Regions from separate parts of the Mus musculus genome. Here region 2 is linked to region 1. Evidence: chromatin contacts called from public HiChIP or PLAC-seq data. All regions are on one chromosome and are shown on one strand. The core of a region is the stretch at or near the end of the contact, and the rest is flanking DNA. Distances in the headings are between cores, read along the strand shown. Region 1 has its middle 26 kb from the start of Aff1. Region 2 has its middle 20 kb from the start of Klhl8.

Region 1 (6,447 bases), core at 86-2,585:
TTTTCTGACAGTTGGCTCTTACTGGGGGCTGGGCTTTGTTTGCAAGTGAAAGGGTTTCAATCGGAGTCGTTGAAATCACAATGGGGCCCGACCCTTCCACATCAAAGTGTAAAAGAATCCCTTGGGCTGATAAATGCGGGCTGCTCCACTCTTACTAGTAAACAAAGCTGTTGGATGGCCTTTAGGATTTTGTTGTGTTTTTTAATTAAAAGAAAACGGGGTTTCCTAGTGGTGAAAGCTGCCTGCTCCTGAAGGTTGGCTGTTCTTCCTGGAAGAACAACCTTTGTTAAAGTTGTTGGCAGACTGCAGTTACCTACGGATGCACACTGGTTCTCAACTCCTGGGAAGATGTCCCCTGCACAGGGTGGCCCTGCAGGGGTCCTTTTTGTCCTTAGTAAGACTAAGCCGAGTGGGATTTCTGAGTCCTGCTGTCCTTGGAAGATTGAGAGCTAAGATCATTTCTCTCCCCACCTAACCCCAACACCAGAAGATACACTCACATGCAAGGCACAGAGCTGAGCTCTAAAGAAAACTGTCACTATGTAAAAAGTGATCCAAAGGCAGCTGTAAAGTGTTCACTCAAAGACAGTAGATGGTGTTTTGATGTAGTTACAGGACTTTGTATGCGGTCAAAACCTTTAGCTTGTAGCTGAAAATATAGTTAGTATTTGGAACCATTTACTGTGCACAAAGCAACAGCACCAAGGTCACATTTTATGCTACTAACTGGGCCCTGAAGGCTAGGGATAACTCTCTGTAAAGTACACTGTCCCTCCTTAGGCTCCTCCAGCCTAGCCCTGCAGGACTCAAAGCTGGAGGTCAGAACATGTCTTTTGTGACTGCACAGCGCTGAGCGCGGGGCTAGCCCAGCACTGATCTCTTGAGAACTTTAAGGCTTTCTTCGATTTGCAAATACTTGGTAATAGACCTCTATCTGTGTCTATTAGCTGGAAGATTGGGGAAGGGAAAAGAGGTCACAGCTGGGCTGGCAGGGGAAAACACAGTCCAGCTGAAGTGTGCTCAACTATATTCAAGCCCTCCTCATCCACCTGAGAGGAAGAGTGGGTAACACCAGCTAGTTAGATATGCATGTCATTAGCTATGCACACCCAGTAGTGTTTAGAGCATTAGTGCCACAGGATAAAACAACTTTTCTTTGTAACAGGCTTCGGCTAAAACTGAGGACAAGTGCTGTACCACCGACCACTGTCTTGAGCCACTAATATTTACTCGAGAACTACTAATATTTAATGGGCACAGCCAGGCTCTGTGCTATATTTCTTAAACATCCCTCCCTTCTACCATCCCCCACCCCCCATGTTTCTTTCTTCCTCTTTTTTGCAGGGTTTCATTCTAGCTCTGACTGACCCCGGGGAGATAATATTTTCATTTCAATCTTACAACTCCTAATAGATTTACAATTTTGAAAACAGTAAACGAACAAATTAGCTGATTAATCTGTGGCAGACAGTCAAACTACCTTTCTAATTTTTATTGATAGATTTTGAAAAAGGATCTCACTCTAGCCCTAGAACTCACCAGCAATCCTCCTGCCTCAGTCTTCCAAGTGCTGGGATTAGAGGCATGAACCACCCACCATGCCTGGTTTAAGGTCTGTTGTTATTGGGCCCCTGAGACCTCAACTCAAGCCCAACTACACATTAGCTATTTAGGAACTAGGAACAGGAGAGAGGGAAACACTATGTGCCCTGGCTTGCCTCGGAGAGATTTGTGCTGGATCTTTCTGGAGCCAGCTGTCTTTTCTGACACTGTTAACTAGATAGCAGGTTGTTCCTAAGGGATCCACTTAGCAGGGCTACCACAGTTAGAGGTACCTTTCTTGCTGAAGGCACAAAGCTGATTACACGGGAGGGAGCTCAGGCGGCTAGCCATATGTCGGGAAAAGATTTGTTAGTATAAAATATAAGGGAGGAGGTGGCTCTTCTGCCTAGACTCTCCCAGAGCTGTACAGCTACACACACACACACACACACACACACACACAGAGAGAGAGAGAGAGAGAGAGAGAGAGAGAGAGTTTCACACTCATGAGGTGGTGTTTCCTAGAGTTATTGGGTCTGTGCAGCCCCACACAGGTGCCAGGTGGTGGCCTTGCAGCTCAATCAGTGTCCCAACGGTTACGCTTTGCAGCTGCTTCTCTTTAAGACTGTCAACATCCGGCAGAGACTTATTTAACTCTGGTGGCCTCTTGATGCCTGAGATAGAAAATCTCCTTAAGAATGGAGTACTGGGGCTGGTGAGATGGCTCAGTGGGTAAGAGCACCCGACTGCTCTTCCAAAGGTCTGGAGTTCAAATCCCAGCAACCACATGGTGGCTCACAACCACCCGTAATGAGTTCTGATGCCCTCTTCTGGTGTGTCTGAAGACAGCTACAGTGTACTTACATATAATAAATAAATAAATAATAAATCTTTAAAAAAAAAAAAAAAAAAAAAAAAGAATGGAGTACTGACTTCCGAGTGGGAACTAGTGTTTCAGAGGCAAGGGTGCAGAACAGGGCAAAAAATTACATTTAAAATTTTTCCCCCACTGGGCTGTGGTGGTGCTAGCCTGGTCTACAAAGTGAGTTCCAGTACAGCCAGGGCTACACAGAGAAATCCTGTCTTGAAATTCCTCCCCCGAGATGTGAAAAGCTGGCAGCATTATCCCCTCTAAATTGTTCCTTTATTTGTACAGTAAAAATAGGGTTAAATGTATGTGTGTGTGTGTGGGGGGGGGGGGCTTTAAATCCCAGCAGATTGAGGCCAACCAGGTCTGCATAGTAAGTTCCAGGACATCCAGAGCTTAGCCTTTCCCATGGCCCAGGTTTGCCTTGTTATCCCCACTGAAAAGTTCCTTTTGTACTTCAGCAAAATGTATGGAGAGAGGTAAGATCCATAAGGCAGGCTGGAGCGATGGCTCAGCGGTTAAGAGCACGGACTGCTCTTCCAAAGTTCCTCAGTTCAAATCCTAGCAACCACACGGTGGCTCACAACCATCCATAATGAGATCTGACGCCCTCTTCTGGTGTGTCTGAAGACAGCTACAGTGTACTTACATATAATAATAATAAAGGAATTTGTAAAAAAAAAAACCCAAAAGATCCTTTAAGGCCCAACCCATAAAACTAAGAGTGATTAGTTTATTATATTTTTTCCTTTTGTGGATAGGGTTCCATGTGTCCTATACTAACCTAACTCACCAAGGTTGCTGAAGCTAGTCTTGAACTCCTGACCTGCTGTGGTGCCCCTCCCAGGTGCTGATGTTAAAGGCATGTGAGGCTCTGCACCTGACTGTGCAGTACTAGGCAAGCGATGTACCAGCTGAGCTAGGCTGCCCTCTTTGCCCTGCAGTCCTTTTATCCCTCTGCATGTAGGTTAGCAGTGACTCCCTGCTCTCTCTCCACCCTCCCTTTTCCTTGTCAGGAGGACATCATTAAACTAGGGCAGTTCTGAGCCACATCACACCCATGATTCACTTTGAGTAATATAGAGGTCCTAGGGTCCCTGGACCTCAGTCTCCTCTTTTGTGAAGACTTATCCTCCACCAGCTCTGTTGCCTAGCGATACAACTCACACAAGCCCATGTAAAGGCTTCTGCCTTCAAGTCCCATGCCTTAGCACACGCTGTCTCTTTCATCCCTGCTAGCCCTTCTGCTCTTTCATCTGTAATCACTATCAGGAAATTGTAGGGCTTTTTAGGAATATAAAGGAGGGACACCCCGTTGCACAACTGGCCAGCCATCAGGGTAGGCTTCTTGGAGGTAGGTTTAGAATTGATGTTGGGGGCTGGAGAGACGGCACATTGACTGAGAGGATGTGCAAGTCTTGAAAAGAATGAGAACTGATTTCCCAGCACAGAAGTACCAGCTCTCAGAAGATCCAATGTCTCTGGGCTCCATGGCACCTATATGTCTGTAAGCAAACTCACCCCCACCTGCAAATATATACTGGGAAGAAGAGTTCTCTGTATGTAGCGCGGCTTCATAGATTAAGTTGGCCTCAAACAGACAGAGATCTGCCTGCCCCTGCTTCCTAAATTCTGGGGTTAAAGGCCTAGCAACATGCATCATATCTTAAGTTTTTTTTTTTTTTTTTTTTTTTTTCCGGGGTGGGCGGCAATATTTAGGAGTCCAAAAAAAAAAAAAAAAAAAAAAAAAAAAAAAAAAAAGTGGTAACTTGAAGTGGTAGTAGTAGTGGTGGTGGTCTAGGTAAAGAAACTATATTTATATTCCATAAATTATTTTATAGAAATAAGAAAAGGGAAGAAAGGTGGAGACAACAGCATCTTCACCCCTGCACCCTCAACCTCTCCCTGTCGTCCCCCCCCCACCTCCACACCCCCCACCCCCGACTGTAAAGACCCTTCTAAGGACCAGAGTGAGGCTCACTGGAGCCTGATCTCTGGAGCATCTTTAGGAAGTGGCCAAGTGAGCTGTGCAGGGCATGTGGTGTTATAAGTAGCAGAAAGACAAGCTTTGGAGAAATTTACTTGTGTCTGTGGTTTGATCCAATTTTATTCTACTTTTGGGTTTTCGAGACAGGGTTTCTCTGTATAGCCCTGGCTGTCCTGGAACTCACTGTATAGACCAGGCTGGCCTCAAAAGATCCATCTGCCTCTGCTTCCCAAGAGGATAGTTAAGGCCCATGAGAGGGTTAGACATAACCGGATGGGTTCTGCATGGTTTTCAAGAGAGTGGAGGAGGATTTGTCAGTGAATTGAATGTAAAACAGATGTTAAGAGCAACCCATTTTTAGTCTCTCAGCTTTGCCACCTGGAGATCAGGATGAGGCAACAGAAAACAGGTCTGTGTCCCTTCCAAATACCAAGGAGTGAGACTACAGCTGTGTGTAATGGGGGTGGGAGGACAACTCTGTCTACTTGGTTTTTCTCTTTTCTTTACTTGGTGGGATCCAGGTATTAGACTGAGGCTTGCACCCAGGTGCCTGGAGCCACAGCTACACTCTTTGAGTAGCCTCTGTTGGAAATGCCTTTCAGAGCTGAACTATTCGTTTTGTCTGGAGTTCATTGCTGGTCAGTGCTTCAGATACATATTATTCTATAGAAAATGGATCTCTCATGTGCTAAGGTTTCCAAAGACAGTAAGAAGATGGGACTGCACAGAAAGAGGAAAGAGTAACAACCCAGTGGCAACTTACTAACGAGTAACTTAGGAGCTCCAGGGTTTTAGCTGAGTGAAGTGCAGGGTCTGGATGTGGCTCAGTCCGGAGGGCTTTCCCTACAAGGAACAAAGACAGTTAAGAACATCAACTCTGTGTCTCTAAGGCAGTGAACGGTTCTCGACCTGTGGGTCATGACCCTTTCACAGGGATTGCCTATCAGCTGTCCTGCATATCAGATAGTTACATTACATTTCATAATAGCAAAATCACACTTATGAAGTAGTAATGAAATAATGTTATGGTTGAGGGTCACCACATGAGGAGCTGTGTTAAAGGGTCCCAGCATGAGGAAGGCTGGGGACCACAGCTTTGAGGACTAGCAGTCTACCTAGGTATGGTACACAGTAAATGAATAAATAATTTAAAAATGAAGGAAAATTGAATTCTGCTGTCAGGAATAGTTATGTTTTCTTTCTTTCCTTTTCCTTTTCTTTCTTTATTTAATGTACATGAGTACACTGTAGCTGTCTTTAAACACACCAGAAGAGGGCATCGGATTCCATTACAGGTGCTTGTGAGCCACCATGTGGTTGCTGGGAATTGAACTGAGGATGTCTGGAAGAGCAGTCACTGCTTTTAACCTCTGAGCCATCTCTCCAGCCCTCCCTTTATTGTTGTTGCTAATTTTTTTTTCTTGTTTACTCATTTATAGACAGGATCCCATGTAGCCCAGGATGGTCCCAAACTTTGCCAAAGTTGACCTTTAATTCCTATTCCCCTTTGCTTCTTCCTTCCAAGTGCTCAGATTACAGGTGTCCACCGTGCAACCCCCCCCCTTTATTTTTTAAAATGCCTGGATTTAGAAGATGTCAAGATATAAATGGGCATTCCTTCATAGTACGTTGTAGAATTTTTATAGTCATCCTTACTGAGATATGGTGTTTTCTTTACACTCAGTTCCTATGACGGGCAAGGATCTTAGGAACAGAACTTTGGTGACCTTTCAGAGGGCTTTATACTGAGGGAGGTGGGAATGAACTACTCTTGTTAAAACAAGCTGGCCAGTGGGTGGTAGGTAAGCTACCGGGAGAGATTTATGAGCAACATCCTGTTCTGGAATCATTGCTGGGGACAGCAGAGGGGGAGCAACTGCTACATTAATCAGGAAGGCAGCTCTGGAATGGATGTCGGCCACTGGAGAATCTGAGGTTGATCCCCCCTGGTGGTTGGTAGTCTGTGTACCACATGGCTGAGGACACACTTTGGGTCCAGCTCTTGAGTCCACACAGGTGTTGGTGCTGGTTAGGTGGGTCCATTTCCCTA
Region 2 (6,072 bases), core at 2,208-4,707, 210 kb after region 1:
TACTAAGAAGCAGGCAGCTCAAATGCTGGGAGTTTTAGGTTGGTGGCTCCTTGGAGAGGGAGGGTATGGATAGAGGCAGGGCTGTGTCCCTGCTAAGCAGGAGCTCTACCACAGACCAGTGTCCCTGCTGTATCACAGGGCTGCCTCACAGTCATGGACTCATAATAAATGCGTTTTCTCCTCTTGCAAGAGCATCCCCAAGGAACCACTATAAAAGCAGGGGCAGCTCTGCTTTCCAGGCCCCACTGCGTACTTAGGAAGAGTGTTTTAAATCTGTTTTTCTTCAGAGCCAGTGGTCTTTGCTGCCCTCACCTTGGGCTCTTTAGTGGGCCCAGTCATTGCAAGTTCAAAGGGTCCTCATTACAGAATGAAGTATATTCCTGCTTCTTCCTGTGTTGGGAACCAAGGAGCTGAAATAAAAAAACACCAAGGAGACGTATATCCTGGATGTCTATGACAGTAATACCCTTTCAGGGTGCCTTCAACAGATAAAATGTGTTAGATTTCTAATGCTGTCTGGTAAAACAATTACAAGGAATTTGGGTGGGGTCAAGAGAGGTGGCTCAGGGGTGAAGGTGTTTCCACGTGTACTTGTCAAGCTTTACCTACACAAGCTAGAGTCACTCAGAAGGAACCCCAACAGAAGAATTACCGGTATCATGTTGGACCACGGGCACATTGATGGAGGCATGTTTTTAATTAATGTTGATGGGGGAGGGCCCAGCCCACTGTGAGTAATGCCACCTCTGGGCACGGGTATCCTGGGTATCAGAAAACAGGCTGAGCAAGCCATGAGAAGCAGGCGAATGGGCAGGATTCCTTTAGGGTCTCTGATCCAGTGCCTGCCTCCAGGTTTCTGTCTTGGCTACGCTCAAGGATGGACTGTAACCTGCAAGCCAAACAAACCCTTTTCTTCTCAGATTGCTTTTGGTCATGGTGTTTATTGCAACAACAGAAAAGCAAGCTAGGATACCACCTAAGCTGGATAATCTTGAGTCAGGTGGTAGAAGGAAAAAGCTGACCCCCCACAAGTTGTCTTTCAATAGCCACATGCACATTCCTTCATAAATAGTTAAAGAATGTTCAAAATGTTCGAAGGAAGGAAGGAAGGAAGGAAGGAAGGAAGGAAGGAAGGCAGGCACACAGACACAAGCACACTGGATGAAGCAGAAAAGGGCTACACCAAATCTTTATTTTTGCTTTCAGCTTTTTATACAAAAAAGTCTTCTATGTAAGAAAAAAAATGCCTCATAGATAAAATGTTACACAAAAGGGAGTTACAGTAGAATGCAGATTATAAGTTCAAAGCAGTGTTTCATTCTACAGGCTCCTTATAAGTTGAAAGCCACAGTTTCATATGATCTTGATTTATCACAGTGTACACCTGTGGCCTCATCCTTGGCCCTGACCTAGAATGAGTGTTTTTCTTGATCATTAATGCATTCAAAGCTTGTTTTACTTTCCTACTGCAATTAGCCCACAACACATGGAGGTTTACAGGGCTCTATTTGCAGCTTTTATTCTATAGGGGACTTGAGAATAGTTGTATCAGTTTAGGAGTTCTATAAAATCTTTATCAGGAATTATGAAACCATCAATTCATCTAAGCATTACTACATGAAAGTTCATCTTCAGATTGATTCTGCAGGAAAAATGCCCAATAGAGTGTTGCAGTAAAACTCTCTATCCCAAGTAGCCCAGGCAATGAAAACAACTCAGGTAATATGAATACATGCTGTGTGCCTAGATTGGGCAGATCTACCGCTACACTACCATCTTCTCCATCTGTGAGACCCCTTAGAACTTGTGGTTTCTCCAGGCCATGTGCTTCTGCTCTGCTTTTCTTCTTCTTCCTCTCCCTCTTCCATTTTCTCCTTCTTCTCCCCCCACCTTCCGTTCACCTTCCCTTTTTTCTGCCCAATCATCAGCTCTCCTTTATTTTACAAATTAAGGTGGTAAGCAGGTTTACAGGAAATCACTTGAGTGCTGACTCATTTCTTGTTCGAAGCCACTCACAGGAGAACGGAATTAACATCAAATATAATTAGCCCCAGGGCTATCCACAATAGGGCTAATACCCAGGAAATCATTAAGCTATGTAATAGAGGCAGAAAAGGCATCTCAGCAGTGAACAGCAATCTTGAATTGAAGTCTCTGGGGTCCTCACACCCATTATAGCCATCGGAAACAATACTGGTATGCAAATTCTTCTTGGTATGCAAAAGTTCTTCATGGTTTAATTTCTGTTTTCCCCGTGAATAGCCAACATGTGTACTGATGGCAAATCTTCAGGTAAATGTGTAAATCTTAATTCTTAACTCTTTTTTTTTTTTTTTTTGCCAAGCCCTGTACTGGAAAGACGTCCAATAACAACTCAAGAAACCCTGCATTGTATTAGTTTCTTCTAGAGAGCAGGGTGAAGGTCCCCTCTACCACCACAGCAGAAGGCTGAGGAGACATGGTAGAAGTTACTGAGAGGTTGTAATAATGTCAGCAGTCTTTATTACAGAAAAACACCCTTGAGTACTGTTGATAGCAGCTAGCTTTGTACTATTGAGTTGCTGAGTCTCTCTCTCTCCCTCCCTCCTCTCCTCCCTCCCTCCCTCCCTCTCTCCCTTCCTCCCTCCCCACCCCTCCCCAAAACTCGTAAAAATAAAAAACTTGCATTTTCTTTTCTGGATGCCTCTGGAGAGAAAGTAAAGGCCATGGTCATTATAAATAGCCTGGAGGCCCCTGGGTCGACCCCAGCGCACTCTCAGAGGACCCCGAGTCACCCCTAGTGCACTCTGACAGGCCCCTGGAAAGGGCAGGGAGACTTATTCACTCACGGCATTAAGAAAAACTGGACCACACTTGTTATTTATCTTATTTTGAAACATAGCTTCTCAATGTAATCTTGGCTGCCCTGGAACTCACTGTGTAGACCAGGCTGGCCTCCAGCTCACAGACATTCACCTGCCTCCCCCCATGCCCCACCAGTGCTGGCATTGAATGTGTCCACCACCATGCCAGGTTATTTATTTTCTTGATGACAGTGTTCTAAGTGAAGTGAGATGGAATCTACTTTTGATTTGCATTTCCCTGATAGCTAAGTGCTGCAAACTAACCCCCCTTTGGGTCTCTTATCTGCGAGGAATGGGTCTCTGGTTGCAGGTGGGTGAAGGAGTCAGCGAATGACAAACAAAGATGACATGAGAGAGCATGTTGAATCTGAGTGTAGTTTGTCAAATCGAGCATCAAACTTTTTATACAGAAGAATAACAAGAAACCAGGAGAACACATCCGCTAAGTTACAGTGACAGAAAACAAAAGGAATGTATACATCAAAAAATGGCAGGGACCAGGCCTCCAGAAAACAAAAGGAATGTATACATCAAAAAATGGCAGGGACCAGGCCTCATTTACCACTAAGAAGGGAGCCAGTTGTAATGCTAGTCTATTGTTAAGCCCACCACCAGGGGTTCTTAGTAAATGCCTGATCATGCTGTTCCTTTGGGCCTAGTGAAGAAACCTGTCTCAGGAGGATTCCCTAACTCTTTTATGGTAAACCCACCTATTAGCTAGGCCATTGTGTATTCCCTTGTTTGGGTGAGACTGGCTACTGTCCTAAGTAATCACTCTGCAGACTATCCTGGAGCTATTCTAGCTCTGTTCTTTGTAATGCCTAATTAGTTTCACTGTCTCTACTAGAAGTAAATTTGAATGTTACTGAATAGGTAAACTTCTCACTGAATTCCTACTGAATTCCAAGCTCCTCAGCTTCAAGGATTTTCTAGGATGCTGGAACACTGGTGGAGGCTCACCTATATTAAAATTCAATCTTTAAAGTCACTTATAATAAAACAATACTGAAAGAGAGCATACACTATACTAATGCGGGGATAGGGTTTGAGTATACAGGTTATGAGAATGCCAAGGTTTCAGGAGGTTGAGTTTCCTTAAAACTCTTTGCCTCGTGAGTGCTTCCAGGCCTCTCCGCCTGTCAAGCAGACTTCACTGGAGTGGGCATAGCAGCTAAGGATGTTGAACTTTCCCCCATGTTTATGACTGTTTATACTTCTTTTAATAACTTTTTGATCAATTCATTTGCCAACCTATTGATTGGATTATTTGTATTTTTTATTCTTTTATTGTTTATATACTCTGGATACTAGCTCCAATCAAATGAATAGTTAAGTTTTCCCCACTGCGTGAGGCTCTCTTTGCTTTGATAATTGTTGTTTCTGTCTTGAACTATTAGACATCTATTCAGGAACTTCTTGGATACCTATGTCTGTACCTTGAAGTGTTTTCTCCCCCAGTTTCAAGATCAGTTGTTACATTAAGGTCTTTGATCCATTTTGAACTTATTTTGTGTAGGCGAGGAGATAAGAATCTGTTTTCCGTTTTTCTACATGCTAATTAATTAATTGATTGATTTAATATACACTAAATTTTCCTAGCGCCGTTTTCTCCAAAGTATGCTGTAGTGATATCAGTCATTTCCAGGGGCCCTCTGTCACCATCCACAGCTCACTGGGTCTGTTTTTGGACCAGTGCCATGCTGGTCTTGTTGTTATGGCTTTGTGGTATAATTTAAAATAAGTATTATGATTCCTCCAGCATTGTTCATGACGATGCATGGGTTAGTAGGGTGCCCATTGCTGCGATAAAGCACTCATGACCAGAGAACAAGTTGGGAGAAAACAGGTTTGTTTCATCCTACAGCTTATAGACCATCATCCAGGGAAGCTGGGGCAGGAACTTACAGCAGGAGCTGGAGTCAGGAGCTGATGCAGAGGCCAGGGAGCAGTGCCACTTACTGCCTTGCTCCTCGCAACTTTCTCAGCCTGCTTTCTTATAGCATTCAGGACCAGCATCCAAGGTGTGGCCCCACCTACACTGGGCTGGACTCTCCCACATCAGTCATCACTCAAGAGAATGCATCACGACAAAAAATGTGGTACATTTACACAATGGAGTACTACTCAGCTATTACAAAGAATGAATTTATGAAATTCCTAGGCAAATGGTTGGACTTGGAGGGCATCATCCTGAGTGAGGTAACCCAATCACAAAAGAACTCACACGATATGCACTCACTGATAAGTGGATATTAGCCCAGAAACTTAGAATACCCAAGATACAAGATACAATTTGCAAAACACATGAAACTCAAGAAGAACGAAGATCAAAGTGTGGACACTTTGCCCCTTCTTAGAATTGGGAACAAAACACCCATGGAAGGAGTTACAGAGACAAAGTTTGGAGCTGAGACAAAAGGATGAACCATCTAGAGACTGCCATATCCAGGGATCCATCCCATAATCAGCCTCCAAACGCTGACACCATTGCATACACTAGCAAGATTTTGCTGAAAGGACCCTGATATAGACTATGCCAGGGCCTAGCAAACACAGAAATGGATGCTCACCGTCATCTATTGGATGGATCACAGGGCCCCCAATGGAGGAGCCAGAGAAAGTACCCAAAGAGCTAAAGGGAACTGCAACCCTACAGGTGGAACAACATTATGAACTAGCCAGTACTCTGGAGCTCTTGTCTCTAGCTGCAAATGTATCAAAAGATGGCCTAGTCGGCCATCACTGGAAAGAGAGGCCCATTGGTCTTGCAAACTTTATATGCCCCAGTACAGGGCCAAGAAGTGGGAGTGGGTGGGTAGGGGAGTAGGGGAGTAGGGGGGAGGGTATGGGGGACTTTTGGGATAGCATTGGAAATGTAAATGAGGAAAATACCTAATAAAAATATTAAAAAAGAAAAAAAGTAAAGAGGTAGAAATTGAAAAAAGAGAGAGAGAGAGAGGGAGGGAGAGAGAGAGAGAGAGAGAGAATGCATCACGGCCTTGCCCATAGGTCAGTCTGGTGGGAGCATTTCCTTAGTTGAGTTTCTCTCTTCCAAAATGACTCTCATTTGGGTCAAGTCAACATATAGTTAGCCAGCACAATATACAAAAGCTTGCTACGAGTATGCTCAGGTGATGGCGGGGTGGGTGAAAGCACGCGCTGACAAGCCTAATGACCAGAGTTCAAATCTCCAAGACCAATGAAAAAAGCAGATCTCTCTAGACCCATG

Evidence for each region. HiChIP or PLAC-seq counts read pairs in DNA pulled down with a chosen protein or histone mark.
Region 2: an H3K27ac HiChIP or PLAC-seq map of embryonic stem cells shows a contact between it and region 1, with 8 read pairs. The contact joins two enhancer-like sites. A contact is called at or near these places in 4 of 484 Hi-C or Micro-C datasets (the AML12 cell line, the G1E-ER4 cell line, cerebral cortex and 1 more) and 4 of 115 datasets of contacts at active chromatin or transcription factors (bone marrow-derived dendritic cells, embryonic stem cells and pancreatic cancer cells).

Annotation. Positions count from the first base shown.
Region 1 is chr5:103,724,641-103,731,087 of GRCm38.p6, forward strand. It overlaps a transcript of Aff1 not described here. Among named protein-coding and RNA genes, the nearest start is that of Aff1, 26 kb to the right of the region's middle. Within about 2 kb of position 1,336, at least 84 of the 459 cell types and tissues checked have an H3K27ac peak or open chromatin away from gene starts, as enhancers often do. A contact at or near this core is called in embryonic stem cells, where this site is marked.
Region 2 is chr5:103,928,539-103,934,610 of GRCm38.p6, forward strand. No RefSeq gene overlaps it. Among named protein-coding and RNA genes, the nearest start is that of Klhl8, 20 kb to the left of the region's middle. Within about 2 kb of position 3,458, at least 5 of the 459 cell types and tissues checked have an H3K27ac peak or open chromatin away from gene starts, as enhancers often do. A contact at or near this core is called in embryonic stem cells, where this site is marked.